Linked DNA regions of Mus musculus: regions 1 and 2 are each linked to region 3. A link is a contact called in public Hi-C and promoter capture Hi-C data. All regions are on one chromosome and are shown on one strand. The core of a region is the stretch at or near the end of the contact, and the rest is flanking DNA. Distances in the headings are between cores, read along the strand shown. Region 1 holds the start of Cacybp (calcyclin binding protein). Region 2 holds the start of Cop1 (COP1, E3 ubiquitin ligase). Region 3 holds the start of Tada1 (transcriptional adaptor 1).

What was found. Promoter capture Hi-C pulls out the DNA fragments that hold promoters and counts their contacts. A called contact is a pair of places that touch in the nucleus more often than the background predicts.
Region 1: a Hi-C map of muscle stem cells shows a contact between it and region 3, with 6 times the contacts expected there. The contact joins the promoter of Cacybp here to the promoter of Tada1 in region 3.
Region 2: a promoter capture Hi-C map of liver shows a contact between it and region 3, with 3 times the contacts expected there. The contact joins the promoter of Cop1 here to the promoter of Tada1 in region 3. A contact is called at or near these places in 1 of 39 promoter capture datasets (liver) and 1 of 484 Hi-C or Micro-C datasets (CD4 T cells).

The regions. Positions count from the first base shown.
Region 1 is chr1:160,210,520-160,214,321 of GRCm38.p6, reverse strand. Cacybp (calcyclin binding protein) reads left to right here and starts at 1,430. Exons shown (of 6, transcript NM_009786.2): 1 at 1,430-1,675. The coding sequence starts at 1,655.
Region 2 is chr1:159,229,787-159,233,463 of GRCm38.p6, reverse strand. Cop1 (COP1, E3 ubiquitin ligase) reads right to left here and starts at 1,264. Exons shown (of 20, transcript NM_011931.4): 1 at 614-1,264. The coding sequence starts at 1,026.
Region 3 is chr1:166,377,823-166,381,902 of GRCm38.p6, reverse strand. It overlaps Tada1 (transcriptional adaptor 1), which reads right to left and starts at 2,736. Exons shown (of 8, transcript NM_030245.3): 1 at 2,427-2,736. The coding sequence starts at 2,500.

The DNA.
Region 1 (3,802 bases), core at 181-2,680, 6.2 Mb after region 3:
AATCTCCTAACATGCATTAAATCAGGCCTTCAAGCTCACTTGGTTGACTCTTTATTTCTGGTAATGGGAGACTCCAGCACCGCTGGACTTCTGCAGAATAAAACACTCTGTGCGTTTACATACTGTTTGAGCCTAGGGTATGATTCTTAGACCATTCATGGACTCTTACAGGTTCAAGGCCCCTCTTGCTCTTATGTTGTATTTAGTCTAACAGTCATGTTCGACCTGGACCCTTCCCTCTGCCTGTCTTCCTTATAGCTACAAAAAAAAATTAAAAATAATAAAAAAAATCTTCTCCATACTTTAGAAGTAGCCATGTCCTCCTCCTTTTTATTTCACCTTTTCATAAACTTCAAAGGGTGGCACCTTTCTGTCATTGTCCACTCCAGAAAAGGATTGTTTTTATTTTTATCACTATAGGCCATGGGACTGGTGGTTTGAGACTTTTATTTAAGTTGCAACTATACACGACATACATCCCTGTCTAACTTGTCATTTTGTGCAAGTTTGTGTGAGAAGTTCGTACAGGTTGCATGCCTTAATGTTACATTAATATAAAGTGTAGTGTAGCAGCATTTTCCTTGACTTGCTGATGCTAGTAACTCCCCTAAGCATCTGTAAGCTGACAGCAGATTGCTCTACCTCCCAATGGGTACTGTTTGTTTTCTGTCTCGGTTTACTGGGTGTTATGGACGTCTCTATGCTGTCATAATTAAGATAATTTGAAAAACGGTTTTACGCTGGGGGTTTACTAATCCGGGCTGCTGCAACCCAAAGTCCTAAGAATTCCTCCACATTTTACGTGGAAATTCACTCAATCCAAACCCTGCTGAAAATACAAAATAAACCGCTAGTAAAGAGCGAAGGCAGTGGAAAACTTCGTATCAAGAGCTCATATAGGCAAGGGAGAATGGAGCGTTCGGCCACTTGAAACCGTGCCGCTTTCCACCACGGCGCCCAGAGCCAGTCAGGAAGCCCGTGCAACCTTCCTACAGTCCCACGAGATGGCGCCACGTCAACGGTGCTAGACGCAGGACGCCTCCAGAAACCCAAGGCCCACTTAAAGCCATTGTTCTACTTAGGAGCCTTCCTCCCTTAACAAATCCGTCCTTTTTTGATGGTAGTTGTGCTTCTTTGGGGGCGCTCCTTTGTTCTTTCCCGATACCTCAGAGCTGCCGAAGACAAGATGGCGGCCTGGCAACTCCGCATCGCACCAGCGGAAGCAGCCCTTCTCGAGACACTTCCTATCGGGTCCCCAAACCTTTGAAGGTTAGTTCCGGGGCTAGGTCTGGCCGCGGTTGCGAGCTGCGACTGCGCAGCCCGGTTCTGCCGGCGCGGAACGACGTCTCAATCGCTGGGGCGGAAGGAAGTGGCTGGACGCCTCCTGAGCATTCGATCGCTCGCGAGAATTGAGCGTTGCTAGGCAACCAGCCTGGGGGCGGGACTAGACTCGGAGGGGCGGGGCCTTGGGAGGCTCCGGTGGAGCCTTGCGAAGGTTCCAGAGCCGTCTCGTGCGGAGGGCGGGCCGCCGTGTCGCGCCGGGTCTGTGGAGCTCGCTGCCGGCGCTGCGACGCTCGTGGGTGGCGTGTTCGGCTTTTCCTGTCTGCTTCGGTGCACCGCTGCAGCTCCGGCCTCGGGTCTGACGCGCGACGGCATGGCTTCCGTTTTGGAAGAGGTAGGGGTCGGCCTGGACCCACCGGCTCGCGCCGCCGGGCGGCGGCTGCTTTCCCGGGGCTGATGTCCTCGGCTCTGCCCCCGTCGCGGGCCCGCGGCCTCTACGCCGCCGCCTGCCTGGGCCTGAGTGTCCCGGCCGCGGCTGGAAGGTCGGGGGTGTGTCTGGATCCCAATTTTTGGCGCGGTTCGTGGTAGGCTCGCGGGTGGCGGTCCCCTCTCTCCATTGCCTGAGGTCTTCTCGGCTCCCGGTTCCTGGCCAGGGATCAGAAACCTTCCTGCAAAGCTCTGAGCTCCGGGCCGGGGGCCATGGGAAGGAATTCCCATGCCCGCATGACTAGTCATGGTCACCGCTTTCATTTTATAGGTGGTTATACATACATTCTCTGTATTATTTCTAAACGCCCTGGACAGTGCTTATGGTTTCAGTTTTTATTTAGCAGTGCCAGTGGCGGACCTGCAGGCCTTACACACGCTAGGCAAGCTCTCTACCGTTCCGGTATACCCCCAGTCTTTATGTATAAAAGCAATTTTTAAAAAGTTACTGGGAATTGAGCAGTAGGTACGACTAGGAAATTGCCTGGCGTGTGTTTTTAGATTTGTAAAAAATGAATGTGAATGACTTGACTTTTTGGATCCTCGAGGTCTCCATAGCAAGAGTAATTGAATTGCCGGGTTTTGGCCAATACAGGTTTTATGTGATTGACATATTGTTTTCACAGAAACATTGGCTGTTAAGATTTGCTTTTCGGAAACTTCTCCCTCACTTAGAAATCATGGGCTTTAAACACATAAAAATTAGGAAGTTAAAGTATTCATCTGGGTATCTTGCGACAAGATAGGCAGGCACCACGTGCTCACTGGGAGAGTGGAGAGGGTGGCTTAACAGTTGTGCAGCATTAATTGTCTCCAAAAGAGAAGGGACTTTAGACTTGGAGCTATGCATATAGGGGCATGTTTTTCTTCTGAGATTAAAATTCACCTTATTCAATCATATTAAGATGTGAAATTCAACTTTTTCTGTCGTACAACCATCAGTGTTACCTAGTTGCAGACTATTTTCGTTTCCTTAAATAGAAATCCATTGTAGGTGCTCCATCTACTTAGGCTGGAGCCTTAGGATTTTCTAGTTCAGTCGTGGTATCAGTATGGCATTCCTTTGGGTGGTTGAATACTGTCCCATTGTACAGATGGAATTCCTACTCTTCTGTTTCTCCATCTTGCCGATTGTGATTTCTTGTAAACAAGTTTTGTTTTGTGGGCATGTTTTTAGTCCGTGTAATTGCCAAATAATAGGGAAAGTCTTAGGAAGCTACCGTTTCCACAAGAATTGCACAAAAGGTGCCATTTCTCCACACATTCACTAACATTTGTTATTTTATTGGGTGGTTTTTGTTCATATGCTAACATCCACATGAGGGTGTAGTACCACCTCATGCATTGGCTATGCATCTTCATAGCTGTGTGCATCTATTTGTGTGTGTACCTGGTGTCCAATTCCATGTCTTTGTGGAGGAGAGTTGGGTTCTTCCATTTTGAGCAGTTGGGTGGGAGTAGGTCTCACTGAGTACCCCTCACTTGGTCTTTGAGATACACTTGCCTCCAGAGTGGCAGAACTAAAGGCATGTGCCACCAGGCCAGACCGAGCCCCTATTTAACAACTGGGAAACAGATTCAAAGGGAGATAAATGTTTATGTATAGAAAACAAATGCATGCCAAGAAGGCAAGAAAAAGTGGACAGGAAACTGTTCTATCTAATCCCAGTCAGAACCTACACTGTCAGTGGTTTCTGGGCTGTGAATACAAAAATCAAGCAATGGTTCTCCTGTAGGTCGCATCAGTTGGTATCTTACTAAAGAGTCCATTAGAGCGAAAACTGGGAGGGCCTGGGAATTCTGCCATGAGTCAGCTCAAAAAAAAGATTCCCATTCCAGTTTAAAGCAAAACCTTTTCCTTTCTCCGTTTGTTAAGTAAAGCTCTGTCCTAGGAATAAGTACTTGCTTTGCTTTTAATATTTTTTTTTATTATGCTGATATTTAGAATCTGTGGTAAAGTCCCACCAACCCACTTTCACCAACAGTGGTACTTGATAATCCATATGAATTTTGAAACCACTGAAAAACTTTGAAT
Region 2 (3,677 bases), core at 15-2,514, 7.1 Mb after region 3:
CTGGAATTGGGTGTGAACAAACTTTGACTACAAAATTATTAACAGTATTACAAGTGTCCTATCTATTCAAATTCATATTCCAACGCAGGATGGGCAAAAATAACTTCGTAAAGCATCACCAACCAGGTTTCGAGCACCATCTACTTTTTTACAATATAGTGTTGACCAGCAATCCCACACCTCAGAATCACCAGGCACTAACTAGTCTTCTACCTCCGAAAATCATGAACTACTCCTGACTGATACTTCGTCCACTAGATGGCCAAAAAAAGAAAGAAAACAAAAACAAAAACCAGAAGGGATTTAACCTCCTACCCCGAATACTTCCTTTCTAATAACCACTTACTGGACCTCCATCTTTATCCTTAAGCACTCCCTTAAATGCCTTCAGTTCCTGGACACCAGCACCCACTTCTGTGCAATCCCATTTCACCACTTTGCCTAAGGATCCCAGTCCAGCTCCACCTCCCAACCGGGAACCTTAACTCTGCAAACACTCAACTCTCTAGGTTCGAATCCCAGCACCTCCAACAGGCCTCCCTCCACGGGACCCCGCCAGGCTCAGCAGCAGAAACTCGTGGTCATGCACGCAGGGGCTGCTATGCAAACCCACCAGACGAAGTCGTTGCTTTTGTCCTCGTAGGAGTTGAGGAGCCCGTTACAAAGCGGGACGAGCAGAGGTCGCTTCCTACTGCTACTGCCGAGGCTGGAGCTGCTCCCTCCAACGCCGGCGCTGGGCCTGGCCGCGCAGCTGAGCCGGGACTGGCCCGCGGACACCGCCCCGCCGGCGCTCGCGCTGCCAGACACCGCGGCCGCCACCAGCACAGGCCGCCCCGGGCCGCCGAGGCCGCCGGAGCCCGCGGCCGGAGCCACGCCGCCGGACACCAGCGTCGCCGCCGAGGCCGCCACGGACGGCGGCGACGGAGACGAGGATAAGGACGAGGAGGCGGAAGTCACCGAGGAGGCGGCCGAGGAGCCGGGGCTCGTCCCAGCGGAACCCGAGCCGGCCTGGCGGCTACCTGACATCGTGACTCCCTCCCTTGGCCCTGCGCTCCGAGGCGAGGGCCCGGACAGACCGCGACCCTCCGCCGCCCCCGGCGCTCAGCTCCCGAGCATCCTGAGGACGCGCCGGGAGACGGGCCGGGGGAACAATAAAGTTAGGCTTCCCACCGCCGCCCCGCCGCCGCGTCCTACGCGAGGGGGCGGGGGAAACTATCACATCCGAGGAGCCATGACTGCCGAGGAGGCCGCCGGGGCAGCCAACCCGGGCGCGCCGAGGCGGTCGGGCTTGCGCATGAGCGGCGGAAGGGGCGGGGCAGCGGAGCAGCTGCGCGCGCAGGCGCCGGCGCCGGCGCCGGGCTGTACGGAGATGCCGAGCGTGTAGTTCTCCGAGTGGAAAGCTGATTTCCTTTCTGACGTAGTAGAGAGATGGCCGTTTTCATGGAGCCAAAGGGTGGAAGGGGAAAGGACGGGGAATCTGGTCTAGTGGACCGGGAACGCTCGAAAAGCAACTGCTTAAGCGTGCCCCGGGTGGACGCTGGCGGATTGCCCAGCTAAAACTGCGGCGGTACGGAGCAGTGGTGTTGCGCATGCGTGTGAGCGAGCGCGCATGCGGCTATGGATTATTATCTGGAAAATACTAAGCTCACTTGTGTTCTCTTGCGGCTTCGCGCTTTTTCCCGATTGTGTGGCAGGAATATAATTTGTTTTCGTTTAGATTTTTTTTTTCTGTTTAGATTTTGAAGTCCTGTTAGGAGGAGTAAGGGGCCAGGGCAGTGAAAAAGGGTTACAAGCCTTAGGTTTCAATCTGAAAGAGCCACAACGTGAGGACTTCCCCACGTTCTGACTCAGGAGAGGCGACACCCCAAAATCACCAACGAGAAACGGTCTTGCTGCAAATTGCAAGAGGATTTTTATTCAAGAGCGCTCTCGGCCCACGGTCATACACCACGCAGGGGTAGAGGACCGTGGCGCCCCGAGTAGCTGGGTTAGGGGGTATTTAAAGGAAGAAACCACAACTTAAGGAGGTGGGAAGGGCGTTGTTGGAAAATACCAAAAATACCAGTTAAGAGTCACAAGGAAGTACAAAGTCACAAGTGTCAGGTTATCTCTCAAGACAGTTTCTAAGAGCCCCTAACAATCTAAGAGCCCCTAGCAATAGCACCTTTGCATAGTGGGTTCCAGCAATGGTCAGGGTGACTTTCTTTGAATTAACACTCTTTGAACCCAGGAAGCTGATGGGTGGAGGAATGTTGATATCTGTTTTATGATTAGCATACCTTGGAGCATTGAGTCACAAAGGCAAAATTCCCAAGCCTGGGCCCAAAGGCCTAGAATTTTGTCTTTATTACTCTTTCAAATCAAACATTTTATAGTACCAGAAATTATTTGCTTCTTGTCCCTGATGTCACTTATCTAAATTATCTCCAACCTTTTGTAAAACCTCATTGATAACTCCGTCTTTGTTGGCATTGAAGCAGCAATACTCGCCTAGTTCCCCTGGGAAATGAAAACTAAGTCTAAACCTGGCCGGTTTAGGAGGACAACTTTTGTCAGAGCCTCTGTCTGGACATGAAGCAGATAGAATTCAACGTGTCTGATGTCTACCAGTCTGATGATGCATCTGTTGTAGGCTCCTTTATCCTCTGATTAGGGATACAGTACTTAGGGCTACTGTCCTTATTCCTTCTGTCACTGGACCACAGAGAGCGGCAACCCAAGGGGGAATAAGAGATGGGCACCTTATGGTCCTGGATAAGCATACACTTGGAGTATATACATAAAACTGGATTATTATACACATTCCTAAGTGTTGGGAATTAAATCGCTGTAAATTTGGAACAGTTGTTAGAAACTCTGTACTCGTGAAATAATCCACGCAATATAGTTACTGATAATCACACCAATTAAGCATATTAAAAGTTTTAAGTCCTTTTTATTGATGGCCAGATGGAGAGTGGTCTCATATCTTTGAAAAGTCTCTTGGTGCTCTAGTTGAGGGGTACAGAGTTTTTAAATCAAAACCCACAAAGACCATAATTTACATCAAAGTTAGAGGAGAGTCAAGTAACTTTGAAACATTTATTTCTGGTAGAGCATAGTAATTATTTTAGATATAACATCAATTATCATTTAGTTTATTTTTGAGCTCTTGGAGCAGTTAGGTCCATTTTAGCTGACTCCTCTCATTGGATTTGTCTATTCAAAGACAAATATGGATGGGCTGGCTTACTGGTACCAGGGAAATAGAGAAGAAAACTTCTTTAAGGTCCAGGATATATAGAGCTGGGTATCTGGTGGGAGGAGGCTGAGCAAAGTATACAGATTTGGAACAGTAGGATGGGTGATTTGAGACATAACACCAACAACAAAATCAAAAAAGATAACTTCCTGAGCCAAACTTCCCCTCATGTGCTCAATCATTCACACACTAGGCTGGCCATTCACTCAAGCAATACTGAAACCGCATCTCTCCTGAGACAGAACAGGGATACAGGTCTCCACTATTAGTCTCTCAACTTATTGTGGGGAACTGGGGAAGAATTTCCTGTTGGAATTTTTTCCCCAAGCCTGGAAGAGGGCTTCCAATGTAGACTCACCAGAAAAGGCCTGTCTTTCTCAATTAGAATGTTCTCCGTGGGGCTCATCTTCCTTAACCAGGATCACAACAGAATTCA
Region 3 (4,080 bases), core at 1,487-3,986:
TCTTGCAGAGGTCCCAGGAGAGCCTCAGAAGAAACCCACCCGTCCAGCATACTGGCCTAGGATTTACAACCCCCAGAGCTGTGAAAAGAGTAACTTCTGTGGTTTAAGCAACTCGCCTGTGGTGCCTAGCAAATGAACACACCAAAGAGGCAGAGGAGCAACAAGAAACATCCTTTCTCCCTAAAGGAGGACTCAGGGCAGACTTGGTGCAGACACACCTGTGCCTTTCCTTCTCTTGGCCGCCTTCTTAAAAGAACATGGCGGACTTACTCCTAAGCGTGAACGTTTTATGAGGAGGAGAGTGGTGACTAACACCTATTCCTGTGCCACGCTTCCGTTCAGATGAGCTCAAATCGGCAGAAATGCTGCCTTTCTAATCACTCGCCAGAAAGGAAGTATTCCTGGATATGAGTAACTGAAAGCCTGTGGTTTTAACATCTGGACCGCTGGACATATGGTAAACAATTCACACCATGCACTCTGTATACCCTTGTTTTACCTACCTCCCAGGATCCCATTTAAATGGTCATGATGAACAACGAAAAGCAAACTGCTTAAGAGGAAATGGCCAGAGACAAGCAAGCTTAACCAAGATGGCAGGTTTTAAAAATGAAGACCGGAAACAGAAATGCATTACAATCCCATCATTAACTGTGTCCCTGACACAAAGACTTGTGAATTTCACATGACAGATACATAAAATTTGGAATCAGCACCCATATTTGTGCAACATCACAGTCAGCTCTGGCCATTACAAATGGATCAAAGACTGCAAAGGTTTCTGTCATGCCTGAGTTTGCTAAGTGAGTCTGGAAGGAAGGCACAGTTACTCTGGCCAGAGTTAGAGTCATGGCCTTCACAAGTCATAGCCTGCAGATTTAGCTCCGTGTGAAACCATTCACTTCCAAAACCCTGTGAGCGTGGAAAAAGAGACAAGTCTCCCAATAGGCTTTTTAACCGTAAGCCTCACCAAACAGTATTATAAAAGTACACAACCATTCTAACGAAGCCAAAGGCTGCCATTTTTACCTATTTAAATTTAATTTAATTTCCTCCTTGCATCTCAGGTGGTCCTTCACCCATGGCGCTTGGTGTGACAGTCTTGAGGCAGGACTATCAAACTGAAAACATCACAAACGTAAAAAACGCAAAAGAGTCCCTCACCCCACTCAGCTTGCAGCCTCTTACCAGCTAACATCGAAAATTCCAACACAACTAACAATCTCTGTCTAAGGCCTCCCTCCTTCTCGCTTCCAGGCTGTAAAACCGCAGTTGTCTGGTCATCTGGACAGAGAAACCCCTTGTGCAACTTTAATGTCGCCTGGTTTTACTCTACCAGACTTTATAAGCTTGTCCACCTCATCAGCAAAAAGAGAAAAAAGAAAAAGAAACTTGTACAAAATTCTTGGGTGTAACAAGACAGCTGCCAAAACGCACAACTTGTGACTCTCCATTGAGAAGTCCACATCTGGGTATGTCTTATTTCCCTGGGCATCTCTTTTTAATTCCGGTGCTTAAAAATCTACAAATAATAATACTTATTATTTATTTATTTATTTATTTATTTAAAGCCTTTTAAAGAGGGGTTCCGACGAGGAGCTTGCACCTAAGCTTTTCTGACGGCCTTTCTATTAACACCACCTCTGCTTCACGGGCTGCTCTTGTCAATCATTTCAACTTCAGTGCCAGGAAATACGGGTTTGCCAGAATTGAAGTTCCCCCAAAAGATCGAGGCTCCTCCTCCGGCTGCCGCAGGCTACTGCTTATAGAGCTGTCACTCTGCCCCAGTCCCTGCTGACAGCCCGGCGGTGTGGGGAACGGGAGGACTTTCCAAGTAACCCCTGAAAAGCATCACACGGCGGGAACCAGAAGCCTCAGTCCCATCCTTGGGCAGTGACTTTGGGGGAATAAGTAATCTCTGTCTCTCGAGTACGAACTGTGCCGATCTCAGGTCTGAGGATTGGCTGGCCCGTGTGGAACACTGGGAAAGGCGTCCTACGGCCGGCTAGGCAGCCGCCCCCTTGGATGCTGTGGTTGTAAGGTGGGTGACCGACCGACTTCACTTGGGGTCTCTGTGCCTTCCGAACCCGCTTTCACAGCTCTTCTAGCTGGCCCCTGAGCAACGCGGGCCTCCGCCTCCGGGAAGCCCTCCGGGCCCCCCCACCCCGCCCCGGCGCGCCCCCCGCTCTACCGACTCCGGGGCGCCTAGGGCGCTGCTCCCGCCCCCACGCGGGTATCACCGGTGTCGGGACGCCCAGGAGAAAGTCCTCCAGCGCCTCGAGTCCCGGCGGAGCCCGCACGGGAGCCGTGGCGGCCGCGAGACGCCTACGGCCTCCGGGAGGTGAAGAGAGTCCAGGGACTACGGCAGCCCCGAGCTTGGGGCACACCCACGGACAGGCCCGGAGGCTGGTCCCCGCGGCTCTTACTGTTTCACGTTGTCCCCCAGCGCCTCGCTCAAGTTCTTCTTGGCTGCCTCCAGCTCGCTCACAAAGGTCGCCATTGCAGCGCGCGTCTTTCAGCCCGACCGTAGACCGCGCGGCCCACGGCCACCAGCAACCGAAAGATCAACGCGGCGGAAGGCCTGCGCGCCGGACGCTGGAGGCTCGACTCGACTCGATTCCACTCGGCTCGGCTCGGCTCGGTTCGGCTCGGCTCGGCTCGGTTCGGCTCGGCTCGGCTCGGCTCGGCTCCGCTCGGCTCGGCTCGGCTCCGCTCGGCTCGGCTCGGCTCGGCTCTGCTCGGCGGCCCCGCCCCCATCCGCTAGGGAGACGTTGCGTGGGTTTGGTTCTTGGCCCCGCCGTCTCGCAGTTGGGAAAGCACCCAGCCAAACTCCCTTCGCCAACTCCCGCCTCTTGGCTCACGTGACCCGCTTCCCCTGGTGGGCGCGTGCCCAACCTACGCCCGCCTGCCCGCCCGCGGCGGCCCCCGGGGCGCGAACTTGACCGCCCCGCCCGCCCTCCGGCCAGGCCCCGCCCTGACTGCAGGTCAGCTCTTCCCAGAAGGAAGAGCTCAGGTCCCCGAGTGCATGCAATATCTAATTTATCCTCTTGTCCTCATTTTTTTGCCAAGTGCTCACCACCTATTGTGACATTTAGTTGGTCGATCTCGTTTTCTGCCTCCTGCAACTAAAACGAGAGCTGCCTGAAGGCAGGATTTATGTTACTCAAGTTCTGAACATTCACTATTGACAGATCAAATAAAAATAATTCCCAAGCAGGACTACCAAAGGTCCTAGGGGAGGTAACAGGAGGAGTCTCAGCAGCTAGTTAGCCTGACCCACAGAGGAAAAGACGCAAAGAACCTCGTTTCAAGTCAAGGTCAAGTGGAAGGACCCACAAGCTAGCTTGTCCTCTCTCAAATTCCAAATTCACACTCGAATATGCACATATATACTACACTAGGAAGCCATAGCTGTGTTCAGCTTAAAACTTTTTAAAGCCTACTTTTAAAGTCTCTCTCTCTCTCTCTCTCTCTCTCTCTCTCTCTCTCTCTCTCTCTCTCTCTCTCGTTTTGACAGAGTGGCCTCTTAACTCACATAGATCCAACTGCCTCTAGTGCTGGCTGGGACTAAAGGCATGGGTCACCATGCCCAGCTTGTTTGTTCTTGAAATAGGGTCTCTCTTTGTAGCCCTGGCTATCTGACACCAGGCTATTATTTTGCCTTAATGTTCATGTTTGTTTGTTTGTTTTTTGAGACAGGGTTTCTCTGTATAGCCCTGGCTGTCCTGGAACTCACTTTGTAGAACAGGCTGGCCTTGAACTCAGAAATCCACCTGTCTCTGCCTCCCAAGTGCTGGGATTAAAGGCATGTGCCACCACTGCCCGGCTAATGTTCATACTTTTAATGACAGCATAATTTTTTAAAGATTTTGTTTTTAGGTAGATGTCGTTGTGAGTGAATTTACAGGTGGTTGTGAGCAGCGGGCCCTGTTAAATACTGCACAGATAAGATGCATACAATGACTTCTTTCCTGTCTATTAAACTGGGGTTTTCTCCTGTATTAAAAGAAATATTTTAACAAGCATCTTTATGCAGATTCTCCTCATTTGTAATTATTACTTTAGGACAGAATCCTGTAA